Linked DNA regions of Mus musculus: region 2 is linked to region 1. Evidence: chromatin contacts called from public Hi-C data. All regions are on one chromosome and are shown on one strand. The core of a region is the stretch at or near the end of the contact, and the rest is flanking DNA. Distances in the headings are between cores, read along the strand shown. Region 1 overlaps Ptprj (protein tyrosine phosphatase, receptor type, J). Region 2 overlaps Ptprj (protein tyrosine phosphatase, receptor type, J).

Region 1 (3,339 bases), core at 737-3,236:
AGGGAAGTTGGCAAGGAGGTGATAGATAACCATGTGCTTTGAAGTGGCCATTGCTTCACCATGAGCTCCAAAGAGACCCAGCCTGCCTTGTCTATCCAGTCTGCCTCAGAGCACGGGGAACCCTTACCATGTTTTTAAAAATCATCATCATCATTAATGGGAAAGGAACATGCTGATATATTTTTTATAATTAACTTTTAAGTCTTCACTAATCACTAGTAATTTTCTCCACTTAGAAGGTGGCAGAGCTGGTAGTTATACACAGGGACTCTGCAGTCTGAGTACCACGGTTCAAATCCAGGCCTGCCATTCACCTCTTTATTAATGAGTCGTTTGAAAGACTGAGTTTGTGTCTGGGAGCATTTTAAACAGAGCCTGGTAGTCAGTGCTCTGAATGAATTGACGTCAACATGCTGAGCACAGGGACTCCGAGCTGTGATTCCTTTTTAACTCCAACAGATGATACTCTGCTTTTGCAGGCAGTACTGTTTACCTGACTCTGAGGGCGTGGCTGCTGCTGTCCTCTTTCTTGGGATGACGAAAGAGGCTGCTAGCTGCGGCATTGGCGCTTTAGACGCGTGCTTGGCCTTTGCGGGTGCGTCCTACTGGGATATTTATGATAGTGCTCTCTGACTGGAGTTACTTTTAGACTTGTCTCTTTTCCTCATTTTTGGCAAACAGCTAGAGGGCAGGATGGTTTCAGGTGGTCCTTAGATGAATGGATTCCAGGAGGGGCAACGCTGTATTGATACCAAGGCGGGTACTATGGGCAGGTGCCAGAAGCCACCATCCTAAAGAGTGATGGTTTTGTAGTTGAACTGGGCAAAATACACTTGCTTCCTTGTGCTGGCATGGCCTCTTGTGTTCTCCCCCTCCCCTTGGGTCCATCCTAGACTGTGTTGTTGACATATTGCCTGGCTCAGATGAGCTAAGAAAGGTTAAGCTTGAGAGAGGAGATGGTAGAAAGTTTTGGGGGACCTTGGGGATTCCGTTCCATCTCAGCTAATTGGTTCTTTTCTGTGACACTTATTGAGCACCTACTGTATGCACAGTGTTTCTGCTCCTGTGGAGGAAACAGTGGTGAAGGAGTGAGGGTGGTTTAGTTTTCCTGGCTGGTTATAGAAGAGACTTCTGAAGGGGTGGCCTTTTTGGGCAGGCCCTAGAAAATAAGTTTTGGGGCACTGATTTTGCAAGAGGGAATATATGTTTAAATGTCCTAAGGGGAAATCAGCTTCAAGAATACGAGTGTCACCAAGACTAGAGGAGCCTGCTGGGTACTTAAGGGTGGATTTTTAATCTGAGGGCAGTAGGGAATTGTGGGGCATTTTCCCTTCTTTTGGTTATTTTCTTTTTCTCAGTCACCATACTTTGGAAATTCCAATTACCAAAAGCATGTATTTAAGAGACAATGGGATTTGCGACCTTGAATTACATTAGGCTTTGGGGAAATAATGTATGGTATGGATGATAGTGAGAACCGCCGAAGGGACTCCCTGGCTCCCAAACGAAAGACTAACATTGCCAACTAAATCTGTAAGGCCTCACATTCTGCTCCTTCCCAAAGCTATATACCAGATAATTAGAAACTGATTGCCCTCTACTGATAGACTAAAGAAGGTTACTATTGTATAGTGAGAGATTACAAACCTATTGACTGCACTTCAGCCATGGCTTTAACAGTAGGCTGGCCCTGGACATGGCTAAAGGGAAGAGCTTGTGGCCTGCATTTCCTTTTGTATTCTCTGTAAGGCAGTTCACCTCCCAGGGGCAGGAGGGAGCACTGGCTTGCGGAGCTGTGAAAAACACTGGGTTTATGTAGTCAGCAGCCCCATGGCCTCAGTGAACCCAGTTAATCTTTTGTATAGTTGACTTGCTCTTTCCCTGTATTTACAGCCCCAGGACGCCCTCTCCATGGCCGTCTGCCTCCCGTGCACTCGATACCCACCCCCAACTGCTCTGCTTCTGATTTGCATTTTCACGGTTGAATGGATCTGCTGACTTCCCTTTTCTTTTCCGTTACAGGTCCTGTGCGCAGGTGCGGGTGAGTACCTTGCTCCTTTCCATTCTTGTGTTGTTTGCTACTGCCCCCTAGTGGACACAGTTGCATTAATGGCTAACATGGGGGGAAAAAATCACAGGAAAAAAAGATAACAAGAATCCACTTATGGGGTTGGAGAGATGGCTCAGTGGTTAAGAGCACTAGCCTCTCTTCCAGGGGACCTGAGTTCGATTCCCAGCGGTGGCTCACAACTGTCTGTAACTCAAGTTCCAGAGGGTCTGGCATCCTTGCACAGACATGCAGGCAGAACATCAATGCATATAGAAACATAACAACCCCCCCAAAATACAATGAAGATAGAAACTGTAAGTGAAAGGAGCATTCAGTTAGTTGTTTAACCACAACTATAAAAATTCTTTGTTTTCTCAACTGAATGACGGTGATATAGCACTGTATTCCCAGTTCCTCGGGAGTCTACGTCAGCAGATTCTTTTGAGCTAGGGAGTTTGGGGGCTTCCTGGGGGACATAGTTAAACCACCAGCTCATAAAATCATTGGATTTCTTGTGATTTTCTTTCACCAGCCCACACCCATGTGTGAGATAAATATACTGAAACTGTAATACTGAATATTTCTATTTTATGTGATATGTATTATTTTGCAAGCACTTTCTTATGTTGCTGTTTTACTACACTTACAATATGGTGTTGTGGGATTATAGAAATTCTTGGAAAGCAGAGATAGCCTCCTATATTTTTTGATTTTGCGTGTCAGCCTGGGAGTGAGTCTATAGCTCATGGTTGCGTACTTGCCCGATACATATGAAGTTCTGGCATCCTTTGAAAGGTAAGTTATACAAAGTTCCTTTCCTCTTGGCCCTCCAGTGCTGTGTGGAGGCCTGAGTCCCAGTTGGAGCTGGGTACTTTTCCTGGTCTGTAGGAAGACAAGATAAATACAGATGCCTGCCTAATATTATGGTGACGATGGTTTATATAGCTAAATACATCCAGCTGAAAGCACTGTTCTGGGATCAAGACCTTACTGTTTCTGTAGGAGGATAATAGTAGTTACTACTTTAAAAAAAGGTATATTTTTGGGAAAAAAATGGTAGCATTTTTTGCCCCTAAAATTCAGGACTTTTTTTTTCTTTTCCAGCAAAGCCAAACCGAACCAAACCAACCAACCAAAAAACAACCCAAAGCCTAGGACTCATTGAGATAAAATGATTGGCTTGGTCTCCCCAAGGAGGGCAGAGCTTGCTGAACCCCTCTAATAAGGCAAATCTTTGTTAATAGCAGTAATTATGCAGAACTTTCACAGACAGTGGGGTGCCCACACAG
Region 2 (3,667 bases), core at 200-2,699, 52 kb before region 1:
GGGTTCTAGTCATTAGTGGCTGTCTTGGGGGATGCTGTGGACGTCACTGTCCATGTAACCCAACAGATGTGTTGAAGGGGTTTAGGGTCTCATCTGCTTCTGTTTCCTTGGGCACGTGCCTTTACCAGCTGAGCCATCGGCTCTGAGGAACTGTTTTTTTTTTTGGTGGGAGTACTATGTGTTGTGTGTTTGTGTGGTGTGTGTGTGTGGGGGGATTCATGTGAGTGTGCAGACCAGCTTTGAACTCCTGATCCTCCTTCTCCATTCAATGTTTCTTCAACTATAAAAGAAAACTACTAAAAAATATGTGCCTTGGGGCAAGAGACATGGCTCAGTTAGTAACAGAACTTGCTCTCCAAACATGACGACCTGAGCTTGGATTCCCAGGACACATATGAAAAGCTGGACATAGCTGTACGTACTTGAAACCCCAGCATTGCGGCAGAGACAGGTGGATTGCGAGAGCTCACTGGCAATCCAGCCCAGCTGAAATTCAAGCTTCCCACTCAGTTAAGAGACCCCGTCTCAAGGTAGGAGGGCAGTGGGTGACAGGGTGCCTGATGGCGTGGGCTTTGCATGCACACATGTGAGTACACATATTGGCATACTTATATGACAATTGGTTGTCCCCCCCCCCCCCCAGCCCTCCTCTCAAACCAAATCAACCAGACAAAAAAACCACAACACAACAATACAGAACATTCAAAAATCTCAGTAAAGTCAACCGTTGCCTGGGTAGTCGGGGAGTCTCCACTTTCTCCCAAAGAACATTCGTTGCTTAGAGTAAATTTTCACTGATGTTCAGAGTCAAACATTTTATTTCTGAGCCTTCCATTTTGGCAGGGCTCAAGCCTGCACTGGTAATGTTTGGTGCTGGGTAATGCTTTGTTTTGGAGGCTGTTTTATGCACGGCAGGATGCCAGCAGCATCAGAAGCACCCCTTTTCTACCCAGCCCAGTTGTAGTAACCGGAGTGTTTGCAGGCATAGCCAGATATGCCCAGTGGGTTAAAATCTCACTCAGTGGAGCACATTGAGTTATAGCAACAATGTCAAACTCCACACTGGGGTACTCAGTGAATGGAGACAGGCCGAGTACGTTTGACACGGAGACTGGCTTAAGAAACCTGGAAGACCCTGTTGTTTTAACTATAGGGCTCTGTGGGGAATGGCAGCTTGACACGGACCTTATGTGAGGATGGCCTTTTAGAATGAAAATTAAATTGCAGCAGAGCCTGCCTTTGGAGGCCTCATCTGTGAAGCTCCCTTTTTAGGAATTTGCAGAGAGAGAGGGAGAAAAAAAAAACCCTCCTAGCTTTAGAGTTACTGGAGCTTTGTGAATAAAAGTGCTTTTTGTTGAAGAGCCAACCGAAAGCTGGAAGGTCTTTCTTTGAGTCCTCTGACACTCAGGAAATGTACAGCGAGCTGAAAACATTCCTGTGCTGTGTGGAGCGAGCACCCTGGCGAGCCTGCTTTTCTGGTTCTATAGCCTCTGCAGTCAGATGGCTTGTGAATGCGTGGTTTTGTGGCATGTCACAGAAGTATGCTGGTTTTTGTACACAGAGCTGATAAAGCCTGCTGTGTTTTATCAACTATGGTTGCGTTCTTGATTAAGTTTATTTGTATTGTATTGTTTATTGGTCTATGTGTATATGTGTGTGGGGGCAGGCAGGTCGATGTTACGTGTCTTCTTGTATTACTTTCCACATTATTTCCTTAGACCGTGTTTCTCAATGAGCTCAGAATTTACTAGTCTGCTGGATTGGCTGGCTAGCAAGCCCCGGGTCCTCCTGTCTCTGCCTTTTTAATGTTGCATTACCATGGTTCTGTGAGAACTCAGGCTTCACACACTTTATAGACAACCATCTTCCCAGCCCTTACTTTTATTTTTGAACCAAGATTTCATGTAGCCCAGAGTGGCTTCAAACTCTCTCTGTAGCTGACCTAATTTGGCCCTTCTGCCTCCATTTACCAAGTGTTGACATTCCAGGTGTGTGCCAGTGTGCCGAGCTAAGTTTATTTCTAAGAGCAGTTTTAGGCTTACGGCTGCGTTAAGTAGAAGAAATTTCAGAAATTTCATATCCCCTCGTCAAACCTACAAATTCAGCAACCACACTTGGCACCATCCATTCAGGATGGCAGATGCAGCGACTCTTCCGCAGTGCCGTTATCTCGCAGACGCCCTGGTTCACTTCAGGGCTCACTTGCGGCAGTGTGCGTTCTGTGGCTTTGGATAGGCACGTAGTGGCATAGGATGGTGATTCCTTTTTCCTGAGTTCCTTTAGGACCCACGTTGGCCCACACATCCATTTGTCAGAATGCCTCAGTGCCTGCTATGTACCAGGCTGTTTTTGAGCCTTTGAGCAATTATTTGGAAAGTTAATTAAACGTCAGTCAGAGGCTTTGGTCATGGCTTGTGCTAAGAAAATGTAATTTCTTAGCTTCGCACACAGCAGTAAAAGCAGAGGACTTACTTATTTATTTTTGATGATAAGCTCATTTTCTCAGTTTGGTGAAGTAGAGCTGTCTGGTTCGGTCTGAACCAGGGATTGGTGTGCTCTCTTCTGTAGCAAGCAGCCTTTTTTAGAGGCTACCTCCCTGTTCTTATCTTTGGTATAACTGGTGGGTGTAGCTCTCCTATGAATCTTGGTACATCTAACAGGGTACCTGGTGGACATTTCTGTCTTCTCATCCGTGTACCACAGCTGCCGCGGGGAAATGGCCAATTAACTGATGACGTCTTTGATTCTGGGGTACCTGTTTTTGTTATTCCCAGGGCCTAATAGGAATAGCTTCCATCCAGGGCTCTTGCTACTGTTGGGCTATTAAGTGGGGAAAGTTAAGTACCTGGCACAAGGTTATCTTAGGTGAAACTGGACTGAGGTTCAGCCTTCAGCTACCCACGAGCCTTTTCTTGCCTCTTCGGTGGTTGTTAAAGATCAAGAACTTAGAAAATGAAGGAGGATGTTAATGGAGAGATGACATTTACAGATAAACACTGTCCACATCCACATTCTTGCTGTATTTCTTAGGGTTTTATCCCCAGAGCACATTATAGACATGATTGTATGGTATTCCTGAAGTGATCATATGACAGAAATGATTCTTTTGGTGTTCTATTATGAATGGTTTCTCTTATTGGTAACTTTTTTTTTTAATACCCCGTTGTTAGTAGTTAGCAGTCTAGAACATATTTTTTTTTGGTAAGAATTTTAAGTTTACCAGTCTTATTACTCTGCATTTCATGATTTTGGGCATGTCATTTTCATAAAAGGTTAGGTATGAAGTGCTACCGTGAGTGTGTGCGTGCGTGTGTGTGTGTGGGCGTGTACGCACTGAAGCATGCACTGTGTTTGAGTGTCAAGGCTCTGGGGTGGTGGTGGTGGTGGTGGTGGTGGGATCCAAGCTAAAGCCGGAGGACTCTTACATTTGGTCTCCAGGTCAAGCTACTTGAGATCTTTTTGACTTAGAGGAAGTTATTTGATTATATTATTTCCACTCCCATACATAAGGAAGTATGGAAGATGTTTTTTCTCCTGATGACTTTGTTAACCTGCAAAAGTGGAAAAATATGCTCCTTTTTTTCCTAGTGACTTTCAGGGTTCTGTGAGGTGGGACTCAGCTGATGGCCTATGTCTTTATGGTTCTATTTCTGCGAGGCAGCCCCTG

Evidence for each region. Hi-C and Micro-C count contacts between places; a contact is called where the count stands out from the background.
Region 2: a Hi-C map of cerebral cortex shows a contact between it and region 1, with 2.5 times the contacts expected there. The contact joins two enhancer-like sites. A contact is called at or near these places in 7 of 39 promoter capture datasets (the C10 cell line, cranial neural crest, embryonic stem cells and 3 more), 1 of 15 datasets of contacts at CTCF or cohesin (CD8 T cells), 26 of 484 Hi-C or Micro-C datasets (B cells, the C10 cell line, the C2C12 cell line and 16 more), 5 of 115 datasets of contacts at active chromatin or transcription factors (CD8 T cells, bone marrow-derived macrophages, embryonic stem cells and 2 more) and 4 of 9 other capture datasets (adipose tissue, liver, macrophages and 1 more).

The regions. Positions count from the first base shown.
Region 1 is chr2:90,473,673-90,477,011 of GRCm38.p6, reverse strand. Ptprj (protein tyrosine phosphatase, receptor type, J) reads left to right here. Exons shown (of 24, transcript NM_008982.6): 2 at 2,023-2,041. Among named protein-coding and RNA genes, the nearest start is that of Olfr1274, 75 kb to the right of the region's middle. Within about 2 kb of position 1,986, at least 241 of the 459 cell types and tissues checked have an H3K27ac peak or open chromatin away from gene starts, as enhancers often do. A contact at or near this core is called in cerebellum, cerebral cortex and forebrain, where this site is marked.
Region 2 is chr2:90,524,528-90,528,194 of GRCm38.p6, reverse strand. All of the region lies in intron 1 of Ptprj (protein tyrosine phosphatase, receptor type, J), which reads left to right. Among named protein-coding and RNA genes, the nearest start is that of Ptprj, 54 kb to the left of the region's middle. Within about 2 kb of position 1,449, at least 77 of the 459 cell types and tissues checked have an H3K27ac peak or open chromatin away from gene starts, as enhancers often do. A contact at or near this core is called in cerebellum, cerebral cortex and forebrain, where this site is marked.